Regions from separate parts of the Mus musculus genome. Here regions 1, 2 and 3 are each linked to region 4. Evidence: chromatin contacts called from public promoter capture Hi-C data. All regions are on one chromosome and are shown on one strand. The core of a region is the stretch at or near the end of the contact, and the rest is flanking DNA. Distances in the headings are between cores, read along the strand shown.

What was found. Promoter capture Hi-C pulls out the DNA fragments that hold promoters and counts their contacts.
Region 1: a contact with region 4 is called in a promoter capture Hi-C map of second pharyngeal arch cranial neural crest, with 4 times the contacts expected there. The contact joins the enhancer-like site here to the promoter of Aopep in region 4. A contact is called at or near these places in 8 of 39 promoter capture datasets (the 3T3-L1 cell line, cranial neural crest, frontonasal cranial neural crest and 4 more) and 2 of 115 datasets of contacts at active chromatin or transcription factors (embryonic stem cells and stem cell-derived neural progenitor cells).
Region 2: a promoter capture Hi-C map of liver shows a contact between it and region 4, with 3 times the contacts expected there. The contact joins the promoter of Slc35d2 here to the promoter of Aopep in region 4. A contact is called at or near these places in 6 of 39 promoter capture datasets (the 3T3-L1 cell line, the C10 cell line, cranial neural crest and 3 more), 1 of 484 Hi-C or Micro-C datasets (Th1 cells) and 1 of 115 datasets of contacts at active chromatin or transcription factors (pancreatic cancer cells).
Region 3: a contact with region 4 is called in a promoter capture Hi-C map of liver, with 3 times the contacts expected there. The contact joins the enhancer-like site here to the promoter of Aopep in region 4. A contact is called at or near these places in 8 of 39 promoter capture datasets (the 3T3-L1 cell line, cranial neural crest, hippocampal neurons and 4 more).

The regions. Positions count from the first base shown.
Region 1 is chr13:64,019,375-64,024,445 of GRCm38.p6, forward strand. No RefSeq gene overlaps it. Among named protein-coding and RNA genes, the nearest start is that of Gm30999, 34 kb to the right of the region's middle. Within about 2 kb of position 1,852, at least 65 of the 459 cell types and tissues checked have an H3K27ac peak or open chromatin away from gene starts, as enhancers often do. A contact at or near this core is called in embryonic stem cells, hippocampal neurons and second pharyngeal arch cranial neural crest, where this site is marked.
Region 2 is chr13:64,127,405-64,132,038 of GRCm38.p6, forward strand. Slc35d2 (solute carrier family 35, member D2) reads right to left here and starts at 1,926. Exons shown (of 12, transcript NM_001001321.3): 1 at 1,782-1,926. The coding sequence starts at 1,903.
Region 3 is chr13:64,050,384-64,054,750 of GRCm38.p6, forward strand. No RefSeq gene overlaps it. Among named protein-coding and RNA genes, the nearest start is that of Gm30999, 3.7 kb to the right of the region's middle. Within about 2 kb of position 2,073, at least 2 of the 459 cell types and tissues checked have an H3K27ac peak or open chromatin away from gene starts, as enhancers often do. A contact at or near this core is called in liver, where this site is marked.
Region 4 is chr13:62,962,066-62,966,791 of GRCm38.p6, forward strand. Aopep (aminopeptidase O) reads left to right here and starts at 2,828. Exons shown (of 16, transcript NM_001289926.1): 1 at 2,828-2,954.

The sequences.
Region 1 (5,071 bases), core at 602-3,101, 1.1 Mb after region 4:
GTCATCTAGACACAGATTATAGAACCATCCATCAGTCTATTTTCTACAAGCTACACACTTTTAAGCAGAGACCTGAGGACAAAAGAGAGGTGGAGTGAGTGGAAAACTGAGGAAACACAGCCTAGGCAATAGGGAAAGATATGAAGTCTCTGAAGCTTGGGAGAGCTTTGACAAATAGGAGATTCCAAGAAGCCGGTGCTGCTGGCAGATCATAAAGGAATGAGGTATGGTGGGTCAGAATGGGGCGAGAATGAGAGTCTGTGGTGGTTTGGATAAATGCACCAAGAGGACCATGTCCTAAAATCTCCATCAGCAGTCCAAGGCCCTATAACAAGGTAGGAGAACCTTTTAGAGGTAGAGCCTAGTAGAAGAAGGAAGTTGGGACATTAGTGATGCATACATGGGGCCCAGACCTCTCCTGACTCTCTCTCTCTCTCTTTTAAGCTGTCAGAAGGTGAGCAGCTGTTCTCCTCCACGCTCTACATAATTAACCTTCTGGCAAGATCCCCATGTTATTTGCCACAGCAGTAGTAGTCTTACTGATAATAGCCATAGATCTGTTCATGGCAGCTAATGAGAAGAGCTTGGCTATCTAGGCCCCGAAGAGTGTCATGTCTCATACAAGCCAGTCCATCTTCTGTTGGAAGATCCCAGTGGCAGCTGAGAGGAGAATGGATTTAAAAAGAGGATAAGACAAGAGGGAAGAGTGGCAAATAGTCCCGGAACAAAAATAATAGAGGATTACAGGGAACTGGCTTCCATGAAGGCAAAGAGCCAGGATGGTGGATGCCTAAAGATAACCAGGAAGAATTTTCTGGTGGATTGGGTGGATGAGGTATAAAGTAGATCGATTAATTCTTGGGTCTCTGCCAGGGCCAGTGGGAGAGGGTGATTAGTTTGACAAAAATAGTAAAGGGTTGTGGAGAAATCCAGGCTCCAGGAAGCTGCCTTGATCTTGGTTCTGGATGTAGGAAGATAGCTGGTGGAAGTATCCAGAAGGTGGTTAGCTATGCTCTGAGATGGAAGTAGAAATCTGAAAGCTGTTGGCCCACGGGTAGCTTTCCAAGTCATGATAATGAGAGAGCACAGATCAGGGCAGCTCAGCACTAAGACTCTAGCTAGCTATCCTGCCTACAGCGGAGCATGCTGCTTAACCCATAAGACTGTGTCTCCAGGTATGGACCAGACTTCCCCAAATCCCCTCTCTTATTAATCACAAGAGCTTCTTCATGCTGCCTTTTCCAACATGCCTTAAGCTTCTTCAAGGACTTGTTTTGAAAAATTGGTTTTGAGATCTAAAGTGTAGGCAAAGCTTAGTAATAACCAGCAGGGTGTAATCTTAGAAACCCCAAATGGTTCCCAGTTACCAGGGTGATTTCCAGGTCCCCATGTCCCACACAGGAACTGTGATGGGGACTAAGAGTAGAGCTAGCTCTCCTCAGGAGAAAAGCAGACCACCTGTCCGATCGCATGCGATACCAGTGCCCAGACGTCCCGCTCCTCCTTGGAGACATCTCTCCACACAGGGCGGCCTCAGAAAGACACTCTATATGGTGATCACAAGCCAGGCTAGAAAGGATCCCGGCTGGAAGGACGTGCTGAAAGCAGCAGAGAGAGATTGATGTGCAGCCGAGCCGCCCCAGGCATGTGTTCGCCATCTGTCAGGCGGAGGGAGCCCTGCCAGCCCTACATGGTTATTCACTACTAAAAGAATATTCTTTAGTTTGACTGACACCCTGGGCAGCCTTCACCAAGATGGTTGGGCTCTGGGATCCAGATGGGACTGAGGGGCCTCTACTCTCCTGAGGGAGATGCCTCCCTCTGGAGGGCTGGGCCACCCAGGGTACACAGAGGGGGAGGGCTCTCCAGGGCCTGTAAGGAGGGTGTGGCTTGGCTCAGAATGGGCAGGCCTAGGCCTGAGCTGGGACTTTTATGTGTGACTGGGCTTCAAAGATGAGGGAGAGACTGTAAGAATGCTCTTCACACATTAGCCCTACTCCCTCTCCCCCCACCCCATAGAATCCTAAAGAGAACACTAATGCCAGGCTTAGGTCACCTCCCACAGTGAAATAATCAAGTTTAGGCTTTTCTTGAGGAAAAAAAAAATATATATATATATATATATAGTCTCATCCATTAATTTTAAAGCAGACAAGAATAGGCACATGGACCCTTTTCAGTACTAGGCCTGTTAATTTCGCTGAGCATTCAGGTTTCCCTCCCTGAAGAGACCCTCCTCCAAGAAAGACTATATGTTTTCCTTCCCGCTGAACACAACCAAACCCAAGCAACTACTTCAAACCACAAAATGTGGACAGATCCGAGCTATGCCATCTCCAGACAGAAACCAGTCAAAGCCAGCATGTGCCTGGCCATGTATCTTTTCCTCTGTCACATCAAGTTCCAGAGAAGTCATTCCATAAGCCTGGGCCCCAAGCAGACTTTACCTAGAGCAGAATAGTAAGCAGCCTGCCTTCCTACCTTCTTCATGTTTTCCTGCCTTCTTTCCCTTCTGCCTGCCTGCCTTCCTGCCTTCCTCTTGTCTTCCTGCTTTCTTCCTATCTGCCTGCCTTCTTCCTGCCTCCCTTCTTCCCTCCCTTCCCCCTTCTTCCTTCTTCCCTTCTTTCTTTCCTTCTTTCCTTACTTCCTTCTTTCCTCTTTCCCTCCCTCTCTCCCTCTCCCTCTCCCTCCTTCTTTCCTCCCTTCCTCCTTTCCTAGCTACTTAGCCCAGAGGTCACAATCCTCCTGCCTCTGGCTTCTGAATGTTGAGACCCCACATCTTACGTTCTTTGTGAACCACTGAGATTTGGGGTCTGGTTATTTATGTAGCAAATCCTAACTTACTCTGACAGGTAGGTGCACCCATTCCTGTTGCCACCACGATCTCTCACACATGCTTTATGGTATTCTGGAGGCTGGGGAAAAAATACCCTTGAAGCTACAAAACTGAAAGGCAAACCAAAGGAGGTCAAACTCGAGCTTAGTGTAATGTCAGATTTTCACAATTAAGTGAAGCACCAGCCCTGGGATCATTCTGGGTCTTAGGCAGAAATGAGCAAAACTTCAAATCCCAGACCAAAAAAAAAAAAAAAAGTCTCAGGCTGGGAAGATGGCTGCTGAAGCATCAGGACTCACATAAAAAGCTGGGAGTGGCTGCATGTGTGCCTCTGACCTTAATCCTGTGAGGAGCACAGACAGGAGAATCGCTGGGGCTTGCTGGTCTCCAGTTTCAGTGGAAGACTATCTCAGGAGAATAGGGCAGAAAGTGATAGAGGACACCAGACATCCTCTTCTGGACTCCATGTATGCACCATGCATACCTTCATAACATAAAGAGAGAGGTGGGGGAAGGGATAAAGGGGGAGGAGGAAGGAGAGGGATAGAGACAGTGAAGGTAGGAGAGGAAGAGAGAGAGGGAGGGGGAGCTGAAGAGATGGAGATTCCGGGCAAGACTTGCCAGAATGTATTATCCCTCAGTTATTTAATAAACAGCTCTTAGCTTCGTCCGTGACTGTTTTTATCATCAGACTGAATCTAATCTCTCTAAAGATAGATTGGCAAAAAAGCAAGTGTTAGCATTTGTGCTTAATTTGGTAAGTGAAAAAAGAAAGAATTCTGCTCCATTGAGTCATTCCAGGCTCATCTGAGTCCTTCCAAGCAGGAGTACTCCCACCACCTCTCAAAACAGGAAGCCGGACCAGGACGCTGAGACGGGCCAGTGGCTGGATCACTTGCCCTTTGGTCTCCACAGTGTGGTTGCTATGAGCCCCCAAGTCCTCCTAGCAAGCTTCCCTTGACTTGGCCTCTACAACCCAATTTCACATTTTCTACCTTGTCACCAGTTACCCGAGTGCAGGTTTGCCTTGTCCAGATGTGGCTCTGAGAAACCTGTGTTTGATTTACTGCTCTGCTCACCGATCAGCACACGAAGCAGGCTGTGCTTACTTGAGTTGGGCACACGTGCTATTTACACAAACGCACATGTGTATCACACGGCAAGTGTTCTTTCTGCCACAGGGTGCGGGGTGAGGGGAGTGCAGGGCTGCTCCAAGTGTTTCAGATGCTTGCTGGGGATGCGTGCGCTCTCCTGCCATTAGCGGTGCCAGAGGCAGAAGCTAGGACTTGTGGGTACCAAGTGGCTCTAGAATGAGGAAATATTTGCTTTGTGGGAAAACTCTCATTTAAAACTAATATGGTACTTTTTATCCTTCCTTCTTCCTTTCCTTCCTCTCTACCTCCCTTCCTTTCTAGCTTCTTTCTCCTTTCTTCCCAATGTAAGGGTCTTAGGCAGTTTGTTTCTTCTGCTCCGCCTGTCTTAATATATGCACCATGTTTATGAAGCTGGGAAGATGGCTCAGTTGGTGAAGTAGAAGCATGAGAACCTGAGTTCAGATCTCCAGCACGTACATATAAAAAAGGTGAAGGAAGCCGGGCGCGGTGGTGCACGCCTTTAATCCCAGCACTCGGGAGGCAGAGGCAGGCAGATTTCTGAGTTCGAGCCCAGCCTGGTCTACAAAGTGAGTTCCAGGACAGCCAAGGCTACACAGAGAAACCCTGTCTCAAAAAACCAAACCAAACCAAACCAAAACAAAAAAGGTGAAGGGCCCTAACGCCATTAGTTGGGGTACACAGACAAGGAGATCCCAAGCAGTGACAGGTTTGTAAATCAATAAGCTCTAAGTTCAGCAAGAACTTTTTTTTTAAAAGTGGAAAGCAATTGAGGAAGAAACCTGATGCCAACCACCAGCCAGCTTCTACACTTAGACATACACACGTACACCAGCACCCACCTGCACATATATGTGCATATCTACCACATAACACACACAACATGCACCATAGACTCTGCCACCTGAAGTCAAAACTATAGGCCTGTCTTCCACACCTCCAACCCCACCCACCTGACACACTCAAAGGTCTAAATTTCATAGCAGACAAAAAAAAAAAAAATAGGCACTTGTATCCGAAGTCTAATGCTATCTTTAAGATGAATGACTGGCAGACATAATGGAAAGTATTATAGAGGGAGCTTGTACCTTGTCATCATACCTGAAAATACTTAGACAGAAGC
Region 2 (4,634 bases), core at 676-3,175, 1.2 Mb after region 4:
GTACATACTATATGTTAATACTATATGTATTAACTGGCTTAAGTGTATATTCATTTTACTTAGCATACTGTTTGTGGGGTTTTTTTCATAAATATTTATTTTTATTCATTTGCTTGTGAGAGGGTGTTAGATCCCCTGGAGTTGAAGTTATAGGTAGCTGTGAACAAACCCATATGAATACTAGGCTTTGAAGATGGTTTGGTGGGGAAAGGGGCTTGCTGCCAGGCCTAACAAACTGAATCCATCCCTGAGACCCACACAGTGGAAGGAAAAAACTGACTCTTGAAAGTTGTCCTCTGACCTATACACACACACACATTCAATGGCATTCAATGGCTTATTGCTGGTACACTAGGATGTGAAATTAAGGCGTTTTGTTTTGTTTACCTGTTCTATTCACTTCAGTTACCTATGTGCCTGAGAATATGGCTGTCACATCCTGAGCACACACTGTCATTAAATTTATGAAGGCTCTGTCCCCGCCCTCCTGTAAAGTTCTCCTGGGGGTCTTCTTGGTACTTGGTCACTCCCTTCCAGTCATCTAGCCAAGTTGACTTTCTCTCTGCTCTTCCAGGAAGCCAAGCTCTTGCTGCTCTCTTCTGCCTGATGTTCTGGCCCCAACCTCTGACCCTCTTCTCTCTTGGGTCACATCTGCAATGCTTTATCAGTTCTTGAACCTGTTTGTTGTTGAAGTAGAACTTCCATCGAAGATGTTCCACATGGTCTATACCATTTTTTCCACAACATACCATGGGATCAGCATAGTAGGTACTCAATAGTATCTGTTGGACTTACAACTTGTGGACCCGATATGGATCTGAGTTTTCCCAAATATAAGACAAAAAAAAAAAAGCAGAACTGTGGGGTTTACAAAGAGCCCTGGGTTGTGGCAGCTCAGGCAAGGCCCTAGGAGGTTAATACCATGCTTATAGTCAGCTAGGTTCTGCATCTAAGGAAAATGCTAAGTATGGCCAGGGAGCAATCACCCCTGGGGCCAGATTTAAAACCACAGTTCTCTCCGGATTCAACCACAGAGTAGAATTAAATAGGATATTATTATAGTCTTTACAAATAAGTTCAAAGAAGCACAGAGTTGCTGGTGCATTCCACTCTGATCTTAAAAAAAAAAAAAAAAAAAAAAAAAAAAAAAAAGCTGATCTTGTAAACTTCTAGTTGTTCTGATTATCCAGAAATACGATGGTTATTTGAGAATGGATGATTAGCCTATATAAACAAACCACACAAGTCCAGATGTAATCGGTGGAACATGCATTTTTGTTTTGTTTCGTTTGTTTTGCTTGGAGCTGGAGATGTATCTCAGTGAAAATGAAAAGCCTTGGGTGGCTTCCTCTGTACAAAACAGGTGTGGTGTCACACATGGAAGGTGGAGACAGGAAAACTATTAGGTAGTCCAGAAGTTAACCTGGGGTGCATGAAATCCTGTCTCAAAAACACCACGAAGATTAAAAGGTAATGATTTGCTCAAAATACATTTATGTTTATGATGTTGTAACCTGTAATAACAGCACTAGAGAGGCTCAGTCATGAGGATTTGAGTTCGAGGCCAGCGTGAACTATCTGATGAATGCCTGTCTTAAAATAAGTCGTCACTTTTTTCTCAGTTGCTGAACTTACTTAATGCTTGCAAAGGTGGCTTTTAAGTTCAGCTGGTGTATGTTCTTGATCCCAAGTGGACTTTGTTGGGTAGTGACTTGGTAAAGGCAGAGCACACTCGGCTTTCCAAGCCCCGGCCACCCTGCATCCCTCATAACCAGCCTCACCCGTATGTGGTCAGCAGCGCCTTGTTGACCAGCACGATGAGGAAGGAGCATGTGCCATAGAAGAGCGCCGACAGCAGCCTGGCCAGGCGAGAGGGCAACGGCGCCGCGTTGGGCTCCTCCATCTCTGCCCTCCGCCGCCCGGCCCAAACCCAGCCCGCGGTCCCGCCCCCAGCGGCCCGGGAAGAGGGTGCGGCAGGAACAGGAAGAGCCTGGGCGCGAACTCCGACCACGGCCCGCCCCGCACCCCGCACCCCGCACCCCCGCACCACGCACTGGTGCTTCTAGTGCGCTCTCTCCTTGGAGGTGTCCACCTCCCGGGAAAGCCGAAAAACTGCCTTAGCCGGCACCCCCAGAAAGGCTGAGGTTCGTTTCCGTTTTTGTTTGTTTGTTTTTAAAAAGTATAATTTATGTCCTACGGGACGCGCCTGATTAGTGAGTTACAGATGCGTTCTTGACAAATGAACAGAACCAAGCAAACACGTAAATCTGAGTACAACATCCCCACAAAGGGCAAGAGTCCCCCTGAGTACTTAGGGTGTATCAGCTGTGGTGCTGGGCTACACCTCCCTGCGTGTGTTCAGAGCGCCCCCATCTACCCCGGTGGTTGGCATGATGGTAATTCCCAATTTACAACTATTACTAAAAATGCTTCCAGGCATACTTCAAGACAAGTGCTCGTGCGGAACGCTTCTGTTTCTCGTTCATAAATGCCTAAGACTGGCATCCACCATAAATGCCATGTATTCGGCTTCTCTTCCTCTGGACACTTTTGGTAAATTCAGGCCTCCCTCACAAAAGGCCCACTTCTCCCTAGGACAGCAGCCCCAGGATCCCTGGTTCTTGTGAATAAAAGCTCAAAGCTGTAGAACGACTCTCAAGTTTGTTCTCATGTTCAGATGTATTGCACTTTGATCAGTATTAACTTGCATTCCACAGCCAAAATAGTGTTTTTTTGAGTTCTGACTGCACACACCAGTGTTAGGTCCAAAGGGCTCCTCATTCCGTGGCCAAAGCGCAGGCTCACTGACTTGGTTCAAAATTGAGTATAGGCCCAGCTCAACCTGGACCATGGGAAGATTCCTGGCAGTTGGATAAATGCCAGCAGAAACAAACAATCCATAGCTTAGGGGAGATCAGCGGCTTGGTTTGGATAGGAGAACATGGAGGTGTCCCCGGTCCATCTGTGTGTATCTCTTCTGGGTGTTCTGCATTGGGGGTATTGAAGGGGCACAGAAAACTGCCAACATGACCATTCTCTCCATCATGTACCACTGAGGTGTGTTGTAGGTTAAGAAAAAGTACCCACACCGGGCGTGGTGGCGCACGCCTTTAGTCCCAGCACTTGGGAGGCAGAGGCAGGCGGATTTCTGAGTTCGAGGCCAGCCTGGTCTACAGAGTGAGTTCCAGGACAAGCCAGGACTATACAGAGAAACCCTGTCTCGAAAAAAAAAAAAAAAAAAAAGAAGAAAAAAAAAAGTACCCAGAGCAGAAGGAGAAAGAAGATGGGGCTGGTGAGATGGCTCAGTGGGTAAGAGCACCCGACTGCTCTTCCGAAGGTCCAGAGTTCAAATCCCAGCAACCACATGGTGGCTCACAACCATCTGTAACAAGATCTGACTCCCTCTTCTGGTGTGTCTGAAGACAGCTACAGTGTACTTACATATAATAATAAATAAATCTTTAAAAAAAAAAAAGAAAGAAGATGGACTTGCAAGCAGTCTAGGCATGGCCAGGGAAGTGGGAGGGGATAGTGGAGATAGCAAGAGAGAGAACAGAACATAGAGAGCACTAGGAGAGAGCAAGAGAACAGGAAAAGAGAGTAACAGGTTATAAAGGGGATGAGGAGCTGGAGGGGACATGGCAGGCAGGAGACTAGGTAGAGACTGAGGGAGCCTGGAGGCCTATGCATCACAGAAACATGTCAATGGAGCCACACGTCCCTTCTGAGGAATGCTGGCTTTTATCTTACTGCCAAAATCCTCCTATAGTCCAGGTTGAGTTGGGCCTAGACTCAATTTTGGTGCCCTTTTGATCAGTGCCCTTTTGAGGGAAACTGGGGTACTCTTTGGACCTGACAATCAGGGCAGGGAAACCTTGAAAGATCAACCAAAAACAACTCAGGTGAAAAGAAAACCTAATGGGTCCTTCGAAGGATGATTCTAAACACCACACCCTTGAATAAAAGGAAATCTCCACTCATTACCCTAATTTAAGACCTGAGATAGGGCTGGCAATATTTAATATTAACTACACCAGAACCTCATTCATCTTTGCTAACCAGGTTAGCAAAGTATAGAAGACACTTGCTACCAAGCTTGAAGCCCTGAGTTTGATCCTTAGAACCTACACGTTGGAAGGAGAGACCAATTACAAAAGTGATCCTCTGGCTATCTATCTCCACACGAGCCATATAGCACATGCACTTGTGTGTGTGCACACACCCAAACACTGCATAACAAATGTTTTTCTTTTTCAATTAACTCCACTAATGTAGTTTAATAAAAAAATAAAATAAAAAGGACATGAGTGCTCTTAGGTATGATGGTTTGTTGTAGACAAAAGGAAGATATAGCCAGAGGCAGAGACATCTGGGAGGGTCCAGAATAAACATGACCCTGAACCATGCCCAAGTGAGGAGAGGGAGGGAGAGGGAAAAGCCAGGAGACTAAAAGGCCAAAATGTCTGTATTATATAGGGAAAAGCAACCCAGCTTCTGACTGGAGAGTTCAGGGTAGGGGCAGGGTATGCCAACCAGGACCCTGCAACAGGTAGGAACTGAGGGATGCTGAGAGAACCTAGTGGCCAGTCTGCTTTGATATGTTAATAAGCAACCCAGTTAGCCATTTGTCCTGG
Region 3 (4,367 bases), core at 823-3,322, 1.1 Mb after region 4:
AATCTACAGGCTGACGAGATAGCTCAGCAGATAAACATGCCTGCCCCTAACCCCGGTGACCTGAGTTCAAGCTCCATGACCCACATTGTAAAAGGAAAGAATTGAATTCTTTCTGCATGTCTTTCTCTAATCTCCACCTTGGGGTGGGGGGAGAGGAAGGGGAGGAAGAATAAATCAATTTAGTAAGAAACTCAAAGAAAAGTCAACTTACCATGAGTAAAGGACGGTTAATCCTGAGAGGTGGCTCTTTTTTCTCCTTTTTTTCCCCCTATAGTTTCTGACCTATCTACTTGTTAGTAACTAGGAAATTTACCTTTTAAATATGGTTTTAAAATCACTTTTTAAAACCTATTTGCAATCTAACCAAAAAAGAAAGATTATGAAACCAACCTTCTCCTGAGTGATGTGGTGAGCTCAATCCAGAGAGACGAAGAGACTGTCCACTCTTACCACTGTCAGGCTTCTTATTAGAATCTATGCCACCTAAACAGGTCCTGTCATGTTCTCCTTTCCTGTCCCTTCTTGTAATGAATGCACGCACGCACACACACATCCCTCACCTGCTTTAAAATCTTGAGAAAGAAATTGAAGAACATCCTCTCCATTAAGTCAGACCCAACAGTGAATTTTCTAAAGGACTAGGTAGGAGCAACACCACAGTTTCTCTACAAGACCATTAGAGGGCATTGTGGAGCCAGGACTCAGAAAACTCAAAGCCTACTGGCCGACTACAGAGAAGCCTGCCTTTGGCCTCAGAGGAAGCACAACCTGGTAAGTCCTTCTGGCCCCAGGATGGCAGTCAGCTTTCTCTGGCCAGAACTAACTAGTTGTCTTTGAAATGGAGTCCTCTTCTTCCCGAGCAGGTGGGTCCAACCTGCAGCCTCAAGAACATGTGTTCCAGCAACCCTAATAATACATCCTGTAGACCACAATGTCATTAGTTCTTTCTCAGTGTGACAAAACATAACACCTGAGATAACCCACTAAGAAGGGCACATAATTGTATTCCATGATCAATTGGCCTCATTGTTTTCAGACCTGTGGCCAGGAAGAAAACCATGGTGTGTGCATGGCCTCAGAAGGAACTACATACTTTCGCAGCCAGTGGGAAGCAAAGAGAAAGGCGTGAAGAGACTAGTGGTACTAGTCTCACTAGTCCTACCTCTTAAATGCCCTATTACTTCCCAATAGCACCACAGGATGGGGACCAAACTTAACATGTGTGTCTTTGAGGACATTTACCCAAACCATAGTAAGTATGCTTTTCTACTAATGTTATAAAACATTGACCAAAACTTAGGGGAGCAAAGGGTTTATTTCACCTTTCAGAACCCAGGTCATACTCAATCACTGAAGGAAGTCAAGACAGGGCCACAAGGCAGGAACCTTGAGGCAGGAACTGAAGCAGAGACCATGGAGGTGAAAGACTCTGAGAGGAGCCCCTCGCTCAGGCCTCATAACAATAGCAGACACCCAAGAACTCACGATAGACCAAGCTTGATGCAAACCACATGAGGTTTATTCAGGGAAAGCCAGAGCTCTGGGGATGACTCATATCCCACGCAGGGGTAGAGGAGTCGACCTCGAGGGGAAAGAGGTCCCAGTTTTTATAGGCCCTCAGGGGAGAAAGGAGAAGCGGGGAGTAGGGGATTTCCAGATCTAAACAGTGTCTATTCTCAAGAAATGGGTATGGGAGGGGTACAAGGAAAGAGTCTGGTGCAGGTGTATCAACTCAGGATTGGCCAGGCTGTGGTTGCTGGGGAGATTTTCTGACTCTTTCTCAGCAACCAATATCACAAACACCTGGCAATGGGTTTCATCAGTGGGCACACACATGAGTCAAGGAACGGTCAAAACATTGGCAGACACACAGGTTCAAGGAGTGGCCAGAGCATTGTGCACCTCTATTTTTCTAAATCAGTGAAGCTAGTTCTGCTAACAGTGACATCTATCTTGCCAATTTCAGGGCTTCTGTGACCTTTTACATTCTGTCAGGATCTTTCAGAGGCAAGCAGCTGATTGACATGCCCAGTGTGTTTTTTGACCACTTGTCAAGGGTGACATTAACCACAGTAGACTCGTCTCTCTCACATCAATGATTAATCGAGAAAATGCTTTACAGAAATATACACAGGTCAGTGTGACTAAAGCAATTGCTCAACTGAAGTTCCTTGTTCCCAAGTGACTTCAGCTTGTGCCAAGCTGACAATAAATAAATAAATAAATAAATAAATAAATAAATAAATAAACACAGTACAATTAATTCCTTTTCAATTTGATACACAAATGTATCACTATTAAGTCATAACCTTTCCTTCCTTGTTTATCCCAGGATTGTGTTACTATCACAACATAAAAACAGTATAACTTAAAAAACCCCAGTCTTTAAAAACTTTGGTGATTAAAACATTCAAGTTATCAGCAAGGCGTGCTGGTGCACATCTTTAATCCCAGCACTGGAGAGGGAGGCAGAGGCAGGCAGATCTCTGAATTCAAGGCTAGCCCAGTCCACAAAGCAAGTTCCAGGACAGCCAGGGCTGCAGAAAAACTCTGTATTGAAAAACAAAAATCAAACAAACAAAAAAGCCAAACAAACAAAAAATATCAAGTTATCTTTAAATATCCAAAATTCACTTAACTGTGGCCTCTTTTGCTGGGTCTGGCAAGGCTTCCGAAGGGACAATATGACAAGGTTCCCCACCCACCTCCTCTGGAGCAGAGCCAGAAAGATGTGGATCTCCTCAAGAGCTGACAGATGCTCTAAGTAGAAAGCTTGTGTGCATAATAATGTACATGCTTTTCTCATGTTCCTCCTTCAGAGAACGCTCTCCCCGCGGCATGATTCCAGGAAGTGAGAATGTGTCTCAAGATCTTCAGAAAAGCCCTGAAGGCTGTGGGAAAGAACTCCGAAAACATGAATACACAAATCAGTATAAAGAACTGTTCTTTACAGGGTTTCTCAACTAGGCAATATAAGGATGCCATATGAATTGTATGAGGGGCTTCATGGACCCAAAAGAACAGAGGCAGCTGCACTAGTGAGTCAGCTTAGTCAGAAAGATATTAAAGGAGACATGACTTGGTCAATAGAGGAAAAAACCTTGATCACAAAAGAGAAAGGAATAGTTTAAAAAAAAAAACAAGGCTCAGATAGACAGTTATACAATATTAGTGGTAAATGGTGGTCTCCTCCCCAGAAGCCATCAACAACTAAATTTGATCCAGATATTCTACTCCCTGAAGGAGGTAGTTATATGTGCAATCCAAATAGAGGTGGGGAGAGACAAAAGGTCTGGTATCAAGAAAAAAGATGATAGCTTAATAATATTCCTTTCTGGGATTGCTTAATACTTTCCAATAATAAGCTTTGGAGTTGCTGAGATAAAAATGAAAAAAATCCAAAGATTAAAAGAATATATTGAGGTAGCTAAGAATTATAAAAATGAGCTTCAGTGCTGCTTACATCAGCACAAAACAAGAGAGGGCTTTTTTTTTTTTTTTTTGCAAAAAAAATTGTAAAAAGCATTATACTAAAAGCTAACTTTCTCACATAAAACCAGACTCTATCTCTAGCCTTGGCAACCACAAGTGCTGTGCCTATCGAAATGCATAGGTCTTACTTTTTTTTTTTTTTAAGTGCTTGCTGTCTGGTTCATTTGCCTTGAATGTGCTTTGTATTTCTAAGAGTCAAGGGGCTAAGGTCATTAAATGCTGATTTGTGGAGTGATCAAAGTGGAGCCTGGGTAAATGATTAAACTGATATGCAATCTCTAAGGAAGTAGCTTATGCAAATAAAAGACTGTGCTTTGGTCTGCAAAAGAGAGCTATCTCAGCAGATCACAGAGCTGTCAGTTTGCATCCATCACTGACTCCAAGTCCTTCTTCAGCTGCTTCCATTCACCTCAGGACCTCCTTTCAAGCTGAGGCTGGAACTTGAGGCTCTTAAAAAAAAAAAAAAGTTTCTTATATCAACAAGGAAGACCAAGGGCACAGTTACAGTAGCTCAATTCAAATGGAAGATTCAACAGTATAAAAAAGCTCAGTGTCCTGCATCTGGGACTCACACACAATCTGATTTCAAATGGCTCGGGTGGTTCCACATCTCTGGCTGTGGCATCCAGAATATACACTGCTTGCTCACTCTCTTCTCGGTGGTCATCTCTAATACGCTGGGGTCTCCACCACAACTGAGGCTGTACCTTCACCAATGTCCACCTTGCCTCTCCTCAGGAACCCTGACCCTACTACATGGTGCCTGCCTAGCGTGGGAATTTCTTGTTTCTTTGGAAAGTCAGTTATGTCAAATGATGTTTTGCTGGGGCACACAAGTAAAAGGATGTTTTGCCGAAGCAGACATGTGAAAGAGT
Region 4 (4,726 bases), core at 1,578-4,077:
GAAACACCGCTGTCTGTTTATTTGATACAGAGCCTCCTTATGGCCTGGAACTCACTGTTAGAACATACTGGACTTCAACTTGAGATGTTTGTCTGCCTCTGCCTCACTTGACTACAGGCCCCGGGGTCCAACTTAGTGTAGGCTGCACATGATATCTGCAGCAACTTCTCTGACCCATGTGGACCAAAGCACCAAGGGGATACTTAGCAACCATCACATTCAGCTTTCCTCTGCTCTAATCCCCTCTTCTCATAGGACTTTTCTTCCAGAATCCCACAAATATTTCAAATCCTATATTTGGGCCTTAACACTCATCCTACTTGATGATTATTAAGCCAAGACTGAGTTTCTTAAGCTTGAGGAAATTCTATTACGAAATTGCAGGCGTATGGGACTACATTTCCTACTGTGGATAGGTAGAAGAAATATAAAGTTGAAATTTTAAAATGATAAAGTAATTTATTAACATTCTCTGGCCAATCAGACGAGAAAAAATGAAAGCTTTGTTTCTCGGGAATGGTTTGTGTTTTCCTTTAGTGGCTGGAGATTTAGTGTGCCTCGAACCCAGAGATTCTGGAGTATGAAGACTTGGCACATATTATTTTTCCACTGACTACACAGACCCTCTTTACTTCCTGAGGGTTCCTCTTAGGTCAGCCTAGTGTATTAGAAAAGGCAGAATGAAAGCAGATTTTAATAAGGTTACACAATCTTTTCCTAGCCCCCCAGTGAGATCGTGTGGTTCTGCTATGAGCTGCTTCTCCCTAAAATTTATCTAAAAATCGAAGTTTCCTTCCTATGAAGAAAAAATATTGGGTGCTGGGAGATAGTCAGTAGTCTGCACCATCCATTCCTTTATTAGATTTTGTCCAGCTGAGACACACAAAAAGTTCTTTTGATTTTTCAATCTTTTCCACACGATCTCAGTGGGTGCTAGGGAAAAATTCTGTGGCCTGATAGAATAGAAGGTAGCTTGCAGTTTCAGCTGGCCAGGAAAAAAAAAAGTTTAACAAAGTAGAGTTAGCCACTATTGTGTAAGATTTTGGAGATTTGGGAGGCTGGAGAGGTGGCTCAGAGATTAAGAGCCTGAGTTTGGTTACTAGCACACACATCTGGCAGTCCATATCTGCCTGTAACTCTAGCTCGGGGGGAGGGGGTGATCAGTGCCTCTGGTTTCCATGGATACTTGCACTCATGGGCATGGATCCCCACATATACATATTTTAACAATTTTTAAAATCTTTTAAAAAGGTTTGGGAGAGTTTGTGTGGACAGATATTTTTATAACCATTTCTTTTTAAGATTGGTAGGGTGTTACACACAGGCCAGCATTTTAGTGGCCAAAATGAACTAACGAGTAGTAGGGAAGGAGAGCCCCTCTCCTTAGCCTCCTCACATGCCTCTCCTCTTAGAATTGCAAGCCTGCTGAAGGCTTGGGGATGGTAACATAAGGAGTCCAAGAAGGAAAGAGTTACGGAAAGGGGAAACTGTGTGTGTGTGTGTGTGTGTGTGTGTGTGTGGTCCTACAGTGTTGGGTAACAGGAAGGCAAAGAAGTCAGGATTGAAAGATGGAACAAACCTGGTTCTCACTATAGAGTTCAACAAATCTATTCTAGCACTCACTTTCAGTAACTTTTTTTTTTGTCTAGACTTTTATCTAATCCTTCCCACCTGTCACATCAATTTCCAAATTACCTTTTATATGTATCCATTTTTCTCCATCACATCTCACCAGTCCCTTCTTTCTGTGTGCTTCATGCCCAGCACACACAGCAGCCTGCTCTGCGTTTCAAAACTAGTTCCTGTCACTCACTCTTCCCTGGCGACAGAATCCACGCTCCTTGCTTACAGTGGCCCAGAAATGTGCTGCAGGATGGGGCCTTTGGGCCTTGTTGGTTTCACCCTGTGTTCTTCAAGGGCGCCACAAGCTGCATGTACTAGGTGCTTCTGATCCTTCTAGCTGCTTTGCTCGCAGGTCTTTATAGCCTTCCCCTCTCTTCCCAGTTAAATGAGTCTCCTCAGAGGGTATTAGACCTCCTGTAGTGAAGTGGCTCTGACTTCCTTCCATTTTTCAGAGACTTACTTCCATATGTGTACCTCTAAGAACATCCATACGAGAATTAGCTGATGTGGTGCAGCTTAACTCAGTGGTTAAGAGCATTGGCTGCTGTTGCAGAAGACCTGGGTTTGGTGTACAGCACTCACGGGGTAGCTTACAACTATCTCTGCAGCTCCAGTTCCAAGGGGGTCCATTTGTACATTCGTGTACCTAGACATACATACAATTACACACCACCCCACATACTAAATGAATTTTTAAAAAGGGAATATTCTGTTGAACTATTCAGAACTTGCTTTCTCAACCAAAGATTGTCTCTACAAAGGCAAGCACAACTGGCCCACTTTTGTAGCCGCAGATACTGTAACTGTCTGTATGGCGCATAGTATGATCTTATTTAAGGCACTGTGCTGGGATGAATATGTAAAGTCCAATCATATGCTTCAGAAATGTGGAATGAAGAATAAACAGCGCACTCAGGAAGCAGAGGCAGGCTGATCTCTGAGTTCGAGGCCAGCCTGGTCTACATAGTAGGTTCCAGACCACTCAGAACTACACAGAGAGACCTGTCTCAAAGGCAAAAACGACACATTTGTATTTCAGTGAGGCGTGCGTGTAGTTCACGCGTCTGGAGTCTTGATACCGTGGCCACTAGCAGCCCTGCGCCTGCGCAGTAGCGGCCGAGGAACTGGCCTACAGGGGGTGGGAGGGGGAAGCGGCCGACCCTGGCGCGTGTTGATGACGCAATTAGTGTTTGCCTGGTAGCCCGTGGTAACCCGGAGTCTGCGGAAGTGTAGCTGCAGCAGCACCGCAGCTGAGACAGGTAACCTGCAGCTCCGGTGTCAAGCAGCCGCTCCGGGTTATGCGGACCCACGACCTCTGGTGGGGTGAGCAGGTAGGATCCGATCCGTCTTGCCCTGTGGTGAGCCAGTGGGATCCTGTTCGCCTCTTGTGAAGCGAGGCGGTGGGATCCTGTCTGACTTGTCTGGGGCGAGCCCTTGGGATGCTGTCACATAAATTGTAGCCGCAGTATTAGCGCTCAGCACTTGCGGCGACCGCTACCTGCAAAGGTGGTGCTCATGGTAGACGGAAACCACACCGGCCAGCGGAGCGGTGCTTAGAGCTGTTTTCAAAGGTGACAACTGGGCTCGTGTTGATGCTGAATTCAATTCTGATCCCTCGTGCTTTTGTTTTGTTTCCACGTGCAACTAGCGCATTCATTTCAGAAGGGTGTGTTGTGCTCCGTGTGATTTGAGAAGGCTGCTAGTGATTTCCTAGTTGGTAAAGATTAGGTTGTCCCGTATTGGGAGCTACAGAGAATAATATTGTTTACTGTCGACTTGTCTTTTAGACTCCAGGGATTGTGCCCTGCACTTACATTTCATTGTCTCCTTAGTTCATGCAGTATTGCAAGTTATGAACTATTATGTTTGCCTTACAGAGAAAATAACTGAGGCTCAGCTCCATCAAATTGACTGGGTGAAAAATTCCCAGTAACCAAAAGCAAAGGGCAAGTTTAAATTCAAGGTTATGCATGGCTTCAAGGTCTCTCTCTCTCCTCTCCTCTTCCTCCCCTTTAAAAATAACCACCATCAGTGGTCAAATTCCAGGCTTTTTACATTAGTCATATGTGATTCCATACGTTTATTCACCCATCTGACCATATGAATTGTGTGTGTAACACACACATGCACGTGTGCAATACGTGTACGCATGTGGAGACAAGGGATAACATCAACTGTGGTTTCATAGATGCTGGCCACCGTTTTTTGTTTATGTGTTTTTGAGACAGGTTCTCTCACTGGCCTAGAGCTTGCCAGGTAGATTGGTTTAGCCAGCAACTCTTGAAAATGCCCGCCTCTATCTCCCCAGCACTGGAATCACAGACCTGAAACTTTCCACTCAGGTTCTGGGGACCGAACTTGCGTCCTCGTGCTTACACAGCAGGTGGTTTTCAGCCTGAGATGCCGCCGAAGCAGCAGCAGCAGCTGCTTCTTCTTCTTCTTCTTCTTCTTCTTCTTCTTCTTCTTCTTCTTCTTCTTCTTCTTGATTCATTTATTTATTTTATGTATATGTGTACACCAGTGCTCTCTTCAGACACACCAGAAGAGGACACCAGATCCCATTACAGACGGTTGTGAGCCACGATGTGGTTGCTGGGAATTGAAACCAGGACCAGTGGAAGAGCAGTCGGTGGTCAGTGCTCTCAACCGCTGAGCCATCTCTCCAGCCCACTGAGCTGCCTCTTAAGCCCCTATTTTGATACTTTGTAAATATGTTGTAAATTCTCATATTCTTAAAGTTAAGACATCTGGAAACATGTCTTCTTCCTACAGGCACGCGCACGCGCGCGCGCGCGCACACACACACACACACACACAGAGAGAGAGAGAGAGAGAGAGAGAGAGAGAAGAGCGAAAGCACCCTTATCTTTAATTGTGACATACATGGAAAATGATGTTGCTTTGTAAGTACCTTCTATTCAGAGATCCAAGAAATGAGTGATTTTACGTTTGCCCCCCCCCCTTTTTTTCTAGTAATGTAAATATCAATAAATAAATTAAAGGCATCAAGTGGTTTTCTTGCCTTCTTTCTTCTGGTATGCAGTCACAAACATCACTTGGCCTGTGCTGAAATGTGATGACTTCCTCAGAACCTTTGCTGTCT